Linked DNA regions of Mus musculus: region 1 is linked to region 2. A link is a contact called in public Micro-C data. All regions are on one chromosome and are shown on one strand. Each heading gives the region's core, a stretch centred on a gene start, on an enhancer-like site or on the middle of the called end of the contact. The rest is flanking DNA. Distances are from core to core; before and after follow the strand shown.

Evidence for each region. Hi-C and Micro-C count contacts between places; a contact is called where the count stands out from the background.
Region 1: a contact with region 2 is called in a Micro-C map of muscle stem cells, with 5 times the contacts expected there. The contact joins two enhancer-like sites. A contact is called at or near these places in 1 of 39 promoter capture datasets (the C10 cell line), 1 of 15 datasets of contacts at CTCF or cohesin (the NIH/3T3 cell line), 6 of 484 Hi-C or Micro-C datasets (the C10 cell line, cumulus cells, embryonic stem cells and 1 more), 2 of 115 datasets of contacts at active chromatin or transcription factors (embryonic stem cells and kidney) and 3 of 9 other capture datasets (adipose tissue, liver and pancreatic islet).

The regions. Positions count from the first base shown.
Region 1 is chr17:8,755,098-8,762,644 of GRCm38.p6, reverse strand. It overlaps a transcript of Pde10a not described here. Among named protein-coding and RNA genes, the nearest start is that of Gm46585, 23 kb to the right of the region's middle. Within about 2 kb of position 4,099, at least 14 of the 459 cell types and tissues checked have an H3K27ac peak or open chromatin away from gene starts, as enhancers often do. A contact at or near this core is called in muscle stem cells, where this site is marked.
Region 2 is chr17:8,631,962-8,639,038 of GRCm38.p6, reverse strand. It overlaps a transcript of Pde10a not described here. Among named protein-coding and RNA genes, the nearest start is that of Gm46585, 100 kb to the left of the region's middle. Within about 2 kb of position 4,293, at least 15 of the 459 cell types and tissues checked have an H3K27ac peak or open chromatin away from gene starts, as enhancers often do. A contact at or near this core is called in muscle stem cells, where this site is marked.

The DNA of each region.
Region 1 (7,547 bases), core at 2,850-5,349, 120 kb before region 2:
GAAAGATCTAAGAGTTCTATACCGTCATCTGAAGGCTGCTAGCAGAATACTGGCTTCCAGGAGCTAGGACTAGCATGTAAAAACCCATGCCCACAATGACACATCTACTCCAACAAGGGCACACCTCCATATAGTGCCACTCCTTGGACCAAGCATATTCAAACCATGACAGAGACTTCACACACATGTGTATGTGCATTATTCTGTGATGACTAAACTCCCTCCATCACTCCTGAAAGGATAGCAGGTGTTGGCCAATATGGGAGATATACAAAGGATGGTATTTCAGCAGCTAAAAGGTCCTGTTAAGTAGATTTGTTAACAGCCAATATCCTCTATGTGGATCTGCACAGGAAGAATAAGAGAGACAGAACCAGACAGGTAAGCAGAAACATCTGCCCATCAGAAACATCAGCAGTTTCATATTTGACCTTCATAATCTGAAGTCAGGGATGACTTTATTGTCCAACTACAAAGCTCACAGTCACACCCTACACCCAGCCAATATCACGACCACAAGTTTCTCTTTGATCCTGAATCCTCTTCTCCCTCACTGTTGCTATCTGCTACTTGTCTTGAGAATTGAAAGGCTAACTCCCCTTCAACACAGATTGTGCCGTCCTCTCCTGTCACATGTGCATGTGCACACACACACACACACACACACCACAGTACACACAGGCTTGTTTCTTCAGCGAGCATTTGTACCACCAGTACCCAGCATGCCGTGCTCCCAGAAGACACTGGGTAGCCATTGGTGAGTTGGATAACCTGGTCGAGGCAAGGCTTTGGGGAACCTATTTGTTGCTTTGACTCTAATGACTCTACTTCTAAGACTGGTGACATTCCGCAGGTAATGTCATCTCAGCTGTGATCAACCAGCCAGATCATTCGTCTCATAAAACAACTAAGTCAATTTGCCCTGGAGAATCAATCCTCTCACCATAGCCAATACTCTAGCTCCATGCCCCTCTCCCTGACAGCCATCCAGGTGGTACCCACTGTTGTGGGCGGGACTCAGATTCGGGGGGACAATCCTAAGGCAAGACTGATTTTGACTTCGTTGTGCTCTCCTGTGTCATTCCTAGTTGCTGTGACAAAATGCCCTGACAAAGTTAGCTTAGGGGACGAAGGCTGCAGTCCGTTGCAGAGGGAAAGTCGATTAAGGCAGGAACTCTAGGGTCATATCACATCTATAATCAGGAACTAAGTAATAAACATGGGCATGCTAGACCTCAGCTAGAACCCTATGTTCACACAGTTCAGCACCACAAAGCCAGGGAATGGTACTACCCATACATAGAGTAGGTCTTCCCATCTGATTAAATGCAATTAAGAAAATCTCTCAGCCAGGCACAGAGGCACATGCCTCTACTTCTAGCATTCTGAGGCAAGGGGCAGAAAGATCTCTGAGTGTGAGGCCAACATGGTTAACATGAGGATCTCTAGGCTACCCAGGGCTACATAGTGAGACCTGTCTCAAAAGGAAGGAAGGAAGGAAGGAAGGAAGGAAGGAAGGAAGGAAGGGAGGGAAGGGAAGGGAAGGGAAGGGAAGGGAAGGGAAGGGAAGGGAAGGGAAGGGAAGGGGGAAGGGGGGAAGGGGGAAGGGGGAAGGGGGAAGGGGGAAGGGGGAAGGGGGAAGGGGGAAGGGGGAAGGGGGAAGGGGGAAGGGGGAAGGGGAAGGGGGGAGGGGGAGGGGGGAGGGGGGAGGGGGGAGGGGGAAGGGAAAGGAAAGGGAAGGGAAGGAAGGGAGGGAGGAAGGAAGGGAGGGAGGGAGGGAGGGAGGGAGGGAGGGAGGGAGAAAGAGTTCTTGCAAGCATGCCCTCAGGCCAACCCCATACAGACAATTCCTCATTGAGAATCTTCCCAGATGGTTCTAGATTATATCAGCTGACACTTAAAGCTGACCACCATACCCTGCAGTTTCGCTTGGTCCTGAAAGAAGATTATGTCTTCAAAAATACCTTCTGAACTAAAAAAAAAGAAAAAAGAAAGAAAATGGAAAAAAATTTATAGATAGTTAAAATAATCTGTATGGCAGAATTATGGTGCATCAAATGTAAGTGTCAGTAAGTACGTGAGGAAGAGGGACAGGGGGAGGGAGTGGGAGGGGGATTGATTGAGATTGATTTAGCTCCAAATCTAGATTGTGATACTCCACTGTCAGTCTCTAAGGAAGGCGGAAAAGGGACTGCTAGGCTCTTGCGCATGCATGTGGCAATTGCGCACTGCTATGTGACCCTGGAAAGCTAGGGACAGCCTCACTCTGAAGAGCTGCTGATGTGTGAAGCTGGCTCATTGATGAGTGTTCATATTTTCATGGTCTCTGATATAGACATCTTAAAGGGGTTCACAGTTCCAGGTTCCAGTCCATCAGAGAGAAGAAGCCACAGTAGAGGGGCCTGAGAAAACTGGTCACATCGCATCCATAGCGAAGAGCAGGGATCCAGGAATCTATGCAAGCTCGCCATGCCTAGCTCCCTTTCTCCATTTTATACAGTTCAGACTTCCCAGCTCAGGGACTGATCCTGCTGCCCACAGTTAGCTTCATCAAGGCAATCCCTCCCAGACATTCTCATAGGCTGATCTAAATCTAGACATTCCTTCACAGGCATGCCCAGAGACCTGCTTCCTAGAGCCAAGTTCACAACTGATGCCAACACAGCTATGCCTGGGTCTATAGGTGAGCAAAACAGTGAATTCTGAAAGGCAAGACCAAGTCACCCCGAAAAACTTCTCAACCGGGTAACAAGACACGCCCACCCAGTGATGTCACTGTGATAAGCACAGGAGGGCTTCCCAGGTTCCTCCATCCTGTGTCCACTAAGCAACCTCTACTTGTGTTGGCTTCCTAGATGTCTCAGCATTGGGTAGTGCCCCATGCAGCACAGGCAAGTGCCCTGGTCCCTAGACATGGATCTGTACAATTGTCAGTCACAATTCATGTTCTGATGAATTTATAACTTCTGAAAGTCTAGTTCCTAACTCTGTAAAGTTAAGGCTAGGAGTTAGACCAGGACAGAAACCAAAGAACCAACTGATCCAAAAATCAAAGACAAAATACTAAATACCATTTTAGTGCCTTTCCTATATGGATTGTTCCCAACAGGGGACAGGGGACAATCCTTGCCCCAGCTCTGCTTTCTACCTGGGCCACACTACACCAAGGGAGAGTACGGTGCTGTATTCCAGAGACTGAGCAGTGCCCAGAAGAAAGGAGAATTCACAAGAGGTCAGTGGCCAGTGCAGGAGAGCTCCAGGCAGGGATGGTCCCAGGTCTCTGGCTGGGTGGAGCCTGAGCACAGACCCGACTCTTTCCCCTCACACTCCATAGCAACGCTATTAATATCTTTCTTCCATTAAAGTTCCACAGATCAAGATGTGGCTTAGTCAGTAGAATACTTACTTAGCACAAATGACACACAGGACCCATACCCAGCACTGCATAAAACAGAGTGATGCTATACACCCGTAATCCCAACACGTAGAAGGTCAAGTCAGGAAGATCAGAAGTTCAAGGTAAGCCTTGGTTATGTCATGGGTTCAAGCCCCTCACACTCCATACTCACAGCCCCTCCCCCAAGATACTGCCTTAATAATAACAGCAACCAACAGCAACAACAATGGAACCTTCAAAGACTGTCATTTCTGGGAGCCTTTAGGAAGCCAAGGCAAAGAGGATAGCTTGTGTATTATCTCTGCCTTCTTGGCATTATTTGGATAAGTGCCAGAAAGACCTTCACTCTCAGCATGCGCAATGCACAGCCATACTGTCTCTCCTCCCACTCTAAGCTTCTTCACTGTAACAATACCATCCAGGGCAGAAGCACAAAGCAGAATCTACCCCAAAGGACCCCTTCTCCTCTCTATTTCTCCTCCTCCTCCTCCTCCTCCTCCTCCTCCTCCTCCTCCTCCTCCTCCTCCTCCTCCTCCTCCTCGTCCTTCTTCTCCTCCTTCTTCTCACGATCACTGGACACCAGTCTCTCCCAATGCAGTCACTCTCTGAGCTGCCAAGGATTTTTTTCTTGGGTGCTAATCTCTCCAGCTGTTTACCCCACCACAAACCCATCGCATTACGTCATGCTTTGGACTCAAATCTACATATTTCCCCAACACCCATGTCCTCTGTGGACTGCAGGGTATGTATTGCTCCTCTCCACATCCATGGCCCTGTGATCTCCACTCCATGCTTGTTCACCTGGTAAGACTTAGCCACTTTACCTCCTTGGAAGTGGCTAAGGCAGAATGACCTCTGGCCTTGATTTGTCTGTGGCCAGGATATTCTCCCAGGCATCAGCCTGGGTCTGTGCTCAGGCTCCACCCAGCCAGAGACCTGGGACCATCCCTGCCTGGAGCTCTCCTGCACTGGCCACTGACCTCTTGTGAACTCTTCTTTCTTCTGGGCACTGCTCAGTCTCTGGAATACAGCACCGTACTCTCCCTTGGTGTCGTGTGGCCCAGGTGGAAAGCAGAGCTGGGGCAAGGATTGTCCCCTGCCTCCTGTTGGGAACAATCATATAGGAAAGGCACTAAAATGGTATTTACAAGCAAAGGAGCCAATGTGACCAGCACCAACGGAGCACACTCAGCTCAACAGAGACCTTTGTGATCACGTGTGAAAGACCTACTTTTCATAGTCACATCAAAGAGAGAGTCAAGAAGGTGTAGTGGTTTCCTAACCACACGCATACTTTTTGAAGTCGGTGCTCTGTATTTGTCAGTTATTTCCTCTGAATTGAAGCATTCCCTCCTGGCAAAGGAAGGGTAGATATTTAAAAGACTCACATGATACACTCCCTCAAAGCAATAAGCAATAGACAGAGGAGAGATGGCCCTCAGGCTGAGCTGCCTGCCAGTTGTACAGGGAGCGCAAGGGATGCCAAGTTTTTGAGTCATAAGCCTGGGCTGGGCTGGGCTTTTCATGGATGTAACTGCCCTTGATCATCTATGCTTCTATTACGTAACGTCAATAACTTACTGGATCACTGAGCTAGACTTGGGTGGGATCATATTATCTTTCTTCAATCATCAATTCTCTGTATGGAATGACTTCACATCCCTCATACACAAAATCCACACAGCAGAGAGTCCCTTGGTCTCTACCTTAGAACAGAAAGAGATAGCCATTTCCGCACTTTGGAAACTTTCTTTCAAGGTTCCAATAGTCTGGTTTTATGAAAAGATGAAATTGATTGGGAGTATTTTGCCAATACTTGGTTAGCAACAAAGCCATGAGAGTTGTAGAGAGTGGGCATTATCCTCACACTGCTCCTGCTGGCTGGTGATCAAGGGTGGCCTCTGCTGCAGGGCTGAATTGCTAATTTGATGGTTGCATTTTATCAAGGAGTCTGCTCTAACTTCAGAAATCTGATTGAGTTCACATCCCTCTATTCGGTCCCTTGCTAACATCGTATGGTAACAATGTCCTTCCAAGCTACGGGGCATCATCCTGGACACTTTGCTCATGAGGTTCCAGCTCATAATGACAGGAACACAGGGAAGGGCTGGCAGTACGGTCCTGGGGTTGATGTTGTCATGGGTCTGTTCATACCTGTTGCGTTGCAGGAGCCCACGGTGCCTTCTGTGGAGTCATTGCTCATCTGCCCCCGAGAGTCTGTGCGGTTTCGAAGTGCCAATAGAGCGGGGCCCTTGCTCCCACCTTTAAGTGCGAATGGGAGGCAGCCTGCCGGGAAGAACAAGGTTATGGCATTAATATCAAGTATGGCTAAACATAGCATCCTGTCGGACTAAGATCTCTCTGGGAATCTCCCATCTTACAGGGTGTGTATAGTGTGACTAGGAGTCTGGTCACACTATACACACTTGGAACTTCTTTGACATCATATGTATAGAATGTAAGAACACACACTAACCCAGGTCCTGATACCATTAGCTCAAATCTTTGAAGCCCCTTCAGGACAAATATCCAGCTTGGGCCCTCCATGGAGGTTCTGCAAGTCAGTTACTGAAGGGGCTTTACAAGGGGTACTTCACTGGGCAAATTTCCCAGGGAGCTACAGTTCAGTTGATGCATCCAGAGTCTCTTCAGGGATACAGCCTGCAGGGGAGAAAGCTATGTCTCCCATTCGGGTTAGTAGATGAGATGAAGGCTCCAGAGAGGAGGTGGGAAGGTGGGAGCTTGAGTCATACTGAGATGACCTATGAAGAATAGCACAGACATGTATCATGCCCTCAACAGACCAATGGGTCTCAAATACATAATGTTGAATTAGTGATGCTGTCTGTTACATGTCTATAACCAACCATGACATCTTTCAGCACTGCAGGAGGTAGGAGAGCATTGGTTTCGTTGAGTTGAAGTTGTAGGTCTTTAGTAGCCTAGACTTCCCAACTCACAATGAACTGTAGATGTGTTTAACATTTGAAAGAAACATCAAAATCTTATCCTCTACCTATGCCTAACTCAGACAGTTCATAAGAGTCCCTGAGGGTTGCCATGGGAGCCTACTCCCATTGAAGGGTCCTGTTAATCTGGGAGCCATAGCAGCAGAGATGTCCGTGCAATTGGGAAAAGGCACAGGTGGAAAGGGACAGCAAAGGGGTGTGTGCTGGAAATGGCTGATGGCAGAGGAGACAGATGGAGAAAACTCAACAGCTTGAAGAAAGGTGGATCTAACACCCCATTGGGTAGGAAGACAGCTCTGGGTGGGATGCTAGGGTCTGACTAAATGGTGTTCATGGACACCCGTGCCTCTTATTTAGTATGGAACAAAAGGAGAAACCTGAAGAGCCACATGGAAACTAGTTGAACTAGTTGCTCCATCCCTGTCTAGAGTGTGAATTGTCCTGGCCTGGGGAAAGCACTGATGGATCATATCTGGAAATAAAGTAGACTCTATAGTATCACACGTTATCTTAAGAGCTTTTAAGTAGCTTGGCATGTTAATATCCACCATAGAGACAGAATTTGAATAAACTTGAACATACAATATACCCATGTCAGTCATTCCCATAATAACTTGAGTAGAGTTAGCAGTAAATACAACCCTGCACGGGAATACAGTAGATTCCACTCTAATCCAGCCCTGATGACGTCATATCACCAGACCAATCACAATACACATACTCCTCAACCTTGAAACTGGTCTTTGGGTCAGACAGGCCTGGTGTCCTGTTGGGTGCCATGGCTGGCTACCTGGAATCTGCAGAATGAGATGCTATGAATTTCCTATGTCTTCCCTCTCTGAGGAGGAGCACAAAGCATGTGTTTGCCATTCTTGCACCTCCAGGCCTCCAGCCCTGTGTGTCTGCTCTGTGAACTCCTTTCAAAGTCCAGAATACCATATTGATGTCTGTCTATAAAAGACCAAAGCCAAAGTTTTGTTCTTAAATATGAGACATGAGTAGATTTTAAAAAATCAGCCAATTAAATTTGGATAAAAAAGAACCAAAGCCGGCAACTGCTTGAGTTGTGTAGCATGATTCAAGGTGTTCATGGGAGCCAGGAGGTAATATTGAGGATCCAACACTGCTGCCTGGCTACAGAAGAAGGGGTGAGTCTCCTCTGGATGGAACCTGAATAATGG
Region 2 (7,077 bases), core at 3,044-5,543:
ACTGCCCTTCCAAAGGTCCTGAGTTCAAATCCCAGCAACCACATGGTGGCTCAAAACCACCCATAATGAGATCTGACTCCCTCTTCTGGTGCATCTGAAGACAGCTACAGTGTACTTAGATACAATAATAAATCTTTTTTTTTAATTAATGATTATAAGAAATGCTTATTTTTCTCAAAAGTCCCCAAATCTTACAGCTGATTAAAAGAAATAAAGTCATTGTTTACCAACTCCCAAGGGACGGGCCTTAGGCAGCTTCCATTCCCTGCTAGCCAAGGGCTGCTGAACATTATTGGGCCTCACCACATTGGCTTTTGAACATGGACTTCTCCTAATTTTCTTCACAGGCTACACTTCTTGAGTCACGGATTGATAAAATACCCGAAAAGTCTATTGTTCTTTACCAACCTAACTTTCTAGGTCCCAGGTACCTCACTTTCCAATGAATGTCTGGCCACCTGCATGCCATCACATCGTTTAAGATTAACTGGAAACCCCAATTCTTCATCCACTGCAGACACTGAGGAATCCTCTCAGCTGACTCTGGTAGGATGAAGTTACAGCTCCCCTGTGAAGGGGTTTGGGTTGCTAGACCCGAGCCCACTCTTGTACTAGCCCTTTGCAGAAGAGAAATGATCCAAATTATTATGAAGGTGTGAAGTTGTATCTGGAGTGGTCATGCTAGCTGAGAAGACACTCCCATGGCTGCCCCTGAGCCAGCGCTGCAGTAAAAGCACACGCTGCTCTTCAAGAGCATGTGTTATCCATGCGTGCTCATGTGCGCATGTTTACGAGAGTTCAGGCGCATGCGCATGGAAATGCATATGGAGGCCAGAGAACTACTTTGCATACATGCCATTCCTCAGGTGTTGGCTATCTTTATTTTTTTAAAGATGTAGGGATAATTTCAATTAGGAAATATTTTTTTTATTTATTTACATTTCAAATGTTACCTCTGCAGCCCCCCATCCCATCTCCTCTTACCCTGCTTCTATGAAGGTGTTCCCCCACCCACCTACTCACTCCCTATTTTTTTTAAGATGGTGGTCTCTCGCTGGCCTAGAGCTTTTCAAGTAAGCCAAGCTGGCCAGCCAGTGAGCCCAAGGATCCTTTAGCTCCACCTTCTTAGGGTTGGGCTTACAAGCCTACACCACCACACCCGACATTTTTATGTGGATGCTGAAGTTGGAACTGAAATCTTTCATGCTTGCGAGGCAAATACTTCATCAACTAAACTATCTCCCCAGCCCTCTGCAATTTACTGAATGAGATTTGGTGTGAAATATAAACAGAAAATTAGTACGTTTCTTGTGGACAAGTATCCCAAAGCACGGGGGGCGGGGCGGGGTGAGGAGGTGGGATCATTCTTTAGTAACCTAAGAAATCCATATGATTTATCTGCAGTCCCTGGGGCACACATTAAGGGAAGACGCTCTTGTGAAAGCCCGTGGGGGAGGGGGAAGGGGAGGGGAGGGGATGGAAATTAAAGGTACACTGAGTACCAGCTCCCCCTAGTCAGAATGGCTGTCACCAAAAAGACAACAAATGTTGGGTAGGATGGGGGGACTTTTATGCACTGTTGGTGGTGGGTGTAAACTATTGCACCCACTGTGAAAAATCAGAACAGAGCTTCCTCAAAAAATTAAAACTAGAGCCACCATGTGGCTCAGCCCGGCATATACCCAAAGGACTCTAAGCCAACAGCCACAGGGTTCTTGATTTCAACTCATTGCTGCCCCATCGCTAGGGAGTTAAGCCAGAAGAACAGGTTATATACACGATGGCATCTTATCTATACCTGAGCACTTGGTATCAGTTTCTGGCTTCTCCGATTTTGTAGAAATCATTTTCTCACTAAAATGACCTCCTTTGGCCCTCTATCTGGCCCTGCCCAGACTGGCTGACATTATTTACTGCATCCTTCTTGCTTGCCTCAGAACAGCCCTTCCCCCCACTTGCCAAGGTGCCCCCATTTGGTTGCTTCACTTAAGACACAAGCAAGCAGCTGAAACAAAACAAGAGAAAGGACCGACGGCAGTGCTAGGACAACAGGAAGCTAGGAGACCTCGGTGAACTGAAAACGTGGGAGCTCAAGCAAGCTGCTGCGCGTGTGCGAGCGTTGGTGTCTGTGCTTCTGACGAATCTCTGAAACTGGCCTTACAGTGCAAGCACCTGTCATCCTGAATGGTACATCAGTCGCAAGTGAGCAAAGAAGACTTGAGAGGACAGAGCCAAGCGGCTGGCCTGGCTCAACCTCCTAGCCTGACAGAGGACAGAATCCTGGTGCAAAGGCACCCTTCATTAGCCCACACTTGTGACTGTTTATGGAAGTGGATTTAGTATCCTCAGTTCCCTTATAAAGGCTGTGTTGGTGGCTTTTCTTGCTGGACTGTATTGGCACTGGGTTTGTGGGAGGAGGCTGGTTGGTGGGGGGAGCCTGGTTGGTGGGAGGAGCCTGCTTCTCTGGCCCCAGCCCAGGCTCCAAATCTGCCTTTCCTGATCTCTGCTGCCCCACCATCCCTCCAGACATCTTCTAACCCCCAACTTCGACAGCCACAGCCAAGAAATAGGAAGGGATAGCAACGAAGGCCACCAGCAGCCACTCAGGTGCATCGCCTAATTGAGGTGGGGCAGGTCCCACATGTAAGGGGCTGTTCTGGGATCTCCAGACTGGGCTATTGGAGATGTGATTGTGACAACTATCTGTGCTCTTTATGTCTTCTGGCCATCTTTCTTTCTGCAGAGCACTTACCTCTGAGGTGGGAAGGACTAGGCATAGCCTGTGCTGTCCACTTGTGGCTTCAGACTGTGCAGCTGCCTGCCAGTCACCACGGGCACAATTCCTGACTTGGCCCTAACCTGTTACTTAATCCTGCAGCACACCCCAGCAAGTGTGCTCAGTCGCTGCTTTGCAATCATGAATCATGTCCTCTCTCTTTAGGCTCAGTACCTCCAGTCGAGGTTCACAGAACCTCCAGTCGACGTTCTGTTGCTATCACCACAGTTTTGGGTTTCAATCCCCAGGATGTTAAGCAACAAAATTCAAGTTATCTTTGAAGAAACCTGAGACAATGTCTGTTTATTGTGTAAGGCTTGGTGTCTTTGCTGAATGGTGAGCCCAGACAGTGATCCACTAGGCCAAACTTTATTCAAAGTCCCCTGAGGTCCCCATGTGGGGAGGGACTATGCTGCCACCTGGATAAAGGAAAGGGAAGCTCTGGGGGCCTGGTGACCCAGGGTACTGCAAGGAGTCAAGGAAACTCCCTCTTCCCTCTGTATCTAGTTAATGTCCCCACACATGGCTCAAGGTACCAACCAGCTTCTTGCCCCTAAACATAAGGGCCAGGTGGCATTCATACTCTTTAGGATTCCATTTGACCAGTAAGTCTGGGGACATAGAGGGCCTGTGTGCCTAGCAACTCTGCTGGCCATCAGAGCCAACTAATTCAGCAGAGGGCCCTATAATGTATCTGTCTGTATATTGTAGGCAGGGGGCTTTATCCTAGGGACAGTACATACAGGAGGCAAGGTGGCCCAACATGGAACAAGAACAAACCGGGTGTCCATTAGCCCAAAGTCTGCCCAGGACCCAAGGTTCTGGTGCTACCTGGTGGACATCAGGCACGGCAGCACTACCTGCTGATGGCCGGCATCCTCCATTTGCTTCCAACAATATCAAATGATATGAGGACTGGGGCTGCTCTTTGTCTTGGCTCTTGGCTCAGATCCTCCCCCAAATGCTCTGGAGCAGGCTGGGAGGGTGTCATCATCCTTAGCTGCTCCCCACTTGGGGGCCCCAGTCCAAAAGCCTTCCTGGGTATCCAGACCTTGCACGCTGTGGCCACATTGTAGTGAAGGTGATGCCATTGCTGTCCTTGTCCTTGGACAGAAGGTCACCAGCCAGCCACTCTGGCTGGGGGCTGGAGATCAGAGCCCCTTGGAGGCAGTGCCCACCCAGAAGAATGGCCTGAGCAGAGAACAGCACCCAGGAGGGGGAAGAGAGATTCCATAGGGTGGAGTGGGGCAAACACAGTAGAAGAAAGGCAGGGCAGCATCAAGCCTAGAGGAAATAGAGACAGGACGACTTCCATTGACAAGGGCGACTCGATGGCCCCACAATACAACTTTCAATAGCAAAAAATAACCCTTCCTTTTGGCTGCTCAATATGGTCAGAAATAAATACTGGTGGAGTCAAATCAGTCCATCCTGAGCTATTTCATATTGCTCAGCCTGACTCAAGCCTTCCCCACAGCTGGTCACACTGCCCCATCACAGCAGTTGTGGCCTCCTCTCTATTAGGGGAAGTGCCCATCTTGTCACACTGCCGCCACATCCGCTCCGTCACCACTTGGCCCCTATGAGGTGCTGGCTGCATTTCTGTGGCTATTGTTGCTCTTGCTGCTGAGGTTCCTGGACTGGAGAGCACTGTAGGTCATCCAAGGACCCAGAGGCCACTCCCTGCTCAGGCGTAGCCCAACATAGAAGTCATTCTGATTTTTATTTATTGCATATGCATGCATGTTAGTGCATGTAAGTGCCCATCTGTGTGCATGCATACATGTGTGTATGTAAATGTATATGTATATGTCTGTGTATGCATGTTTGTATGTACAAGTGCTCATATGTATGTATACATGTATGTGTATGTATATGTATGTCATGTTTGTGTATGCAAGTGCCCATCTGTGTACATGTATGTATGTATATGTACATGTATATGTGTATATGTATGCATATTTGTATGTACAAGTGCCCATGTGTGTGCATGCAAGTACGTGTATGTATCTATGTGTCATGTTTGTGTGTACAAGTGCCCATGTCTGTGTATGCATGTATGTATATGCATACATATATATGCTTTCATATATAGGTGCCTCTGTGTATGTGAGTGTGTGTGTGTGTGTGTGTGTGTGTGTGTATGTGTGTGTGTGCATACTCATACACAGCAGAAAACAACCTCAGCTCTCATTCCTCAGGTACTATTTACTTTGATTTTTTGAGGCCATGTCTCTCATTAGCCTGAAACTCTGGCAGGATTTCATGTGTGTAGCACCACACCCAGCTACTTCCTCCTGGGTCCTCAGTGACCAGACTCATGTTCTCGTTCGTGATTGACAGGCAAACACGTCACAGACTAAGCCTTTTACACAGAAGCCGTTTAAATACTCTCAGACACATCTCAAGCAGCCCTCTATGCACGGCTAGTCAGCACTGACCCTGCCCCTCTTGTGGTGCACTGACCTGTCTGAGATGACATTTGTCTTCCTCAGCAATTCTCAGATCCCAGGAGGGAGGAGTGGGGTCTCCATGGCAGCCAGTAGATGCTCTGCCGCTCTGCCCTGCAGGCTTTGTTCCCACTTCTGGACACTCTGACATTTTTAACACTCTGGGATTAACTTTAAGTCAATGCCAGCTTGTGTACAGGTTACCGTCCACGTGGGTGTGTCGTCACTGACACCACCGGCCCAGGCGAGAACCAAGATGCTGCCATCTGTTTGGTCCTCAGAAACACCGTGTTTTAGCGGTGTTTGGGGGAGGCAATGGTCTGAGGAATCTGAGACCACGGACACTCCTTTCCCAACTCCTCCAAAGCCTGAGGGTGACACAAACTCCACACAGGAAAACTAGTGACTGGAGAGATACGGCCCAATAAAGAAGGGCGAGGCTTGACCCTCCTGAGGTATCGCATCTGTATATCCCATCTGCTGCCCAGACACTACTGCTGGCGCAACCCACGTCACGTGGCCAGCAAAATGCAACCATTTCGTTTTTATTCCTCTTACTGATTATTTTTCTTTCAAACATTCCTTCCCTCGAGGTACCACACTTGATATTGGTTCTGTGTTTAAACTCTCTTGCCCATGTCTTCTCTTGGGCGATGTACATAAACCCCAGCTGTCAGACTTTATTTCCATGTAAAGAGATGGAGGATGTGGGTGCGGCCCTAATGGGGAACGACATTAACTAGAGAGACCTCGGATTCCTCTGAGTGTCCCACCTGTTCTGTGCACCTTACATTTGCCTCATGTTTAAGAGCAATGCTTTACCCACAACTCATGGAGAAATGAGAGGCTAAAGATTTGGCAAACATACCAGCCACCCTCTGCCCACGAGCTGGGCAGTAGCTGCGCCCACTGTAATTGCAGGGCTACAGCAACATCAGAGAGCAATTCTGTTCTCTTCCCACAATTTACAACCTCCCTCAAGCCCTTTGGGAGAATAACATTTCACTTTAAAATCATACCACGCCATTTGTCATTTCCTATAGTCACCGAGGAGAAGCCCACACTAACCGAATGCCTTTTGGCCAGAATGAAATTAAGCCCGGAAATGGGGAATACAAACTCGGGTTTTCTAAGAGTATTTTTTTTTAACCGTTGTTATTCTTTATGCGAGACAGCTTGTGTTCTTTTTGACATCCCATTTTCCAGTTTTTTAACTGAGATGTAGCTCATATCCCATGACATTTAACCCTTTGATACGTGCAATCTGGCAGTTCTCAGTAACTCTGCAAGACGGTGCAACTACCACTTTCCAATGCTAGACATTTCCACCAGCTCCAGAGAAATGCAGACCAATTTATAGATTCCCCCTTCCCTTCTCCCAGTCCATGGTAACTGTGGTGTCTGATGCCATGGTTCAGCGCAGGCAGGGTCCCTGGAAGAGCATTTTCGCATCTCTGGATGTGGGAGATGAAGAGGGATCTCAGAGGTTTGGAAGCTGTGAACCCTAACTATAGTTCTTCCTTCCCCCAGAGGAGAGCTTGGACCTTCCTTTCCTCCTCTATGAAACAGGGTACAGCACAGTTCAGGTGAGGTGTGAGGGTGACATGGGGACTCAGAGCACCCAGCACTCAGAGAACACTGTCACAATTTAATGAGTAAAACTCAGACCTGTTTTCAGAAGAAGGGCAAGAGCAGGGCAGGAGGGCAGGGGAGAGCAGGGGAGGGAAGGGGAGGAGGAGGGCAAGGGGAGGGCTGGGAAGGGCAGGGGAAGCAGGAGGAGGGCAGGGGAGAGAGCAGGAGCGCAGGGGGAGAGCAGGGGAGAGCAGGGGGACAGTGGGAAAGGACAGAGGG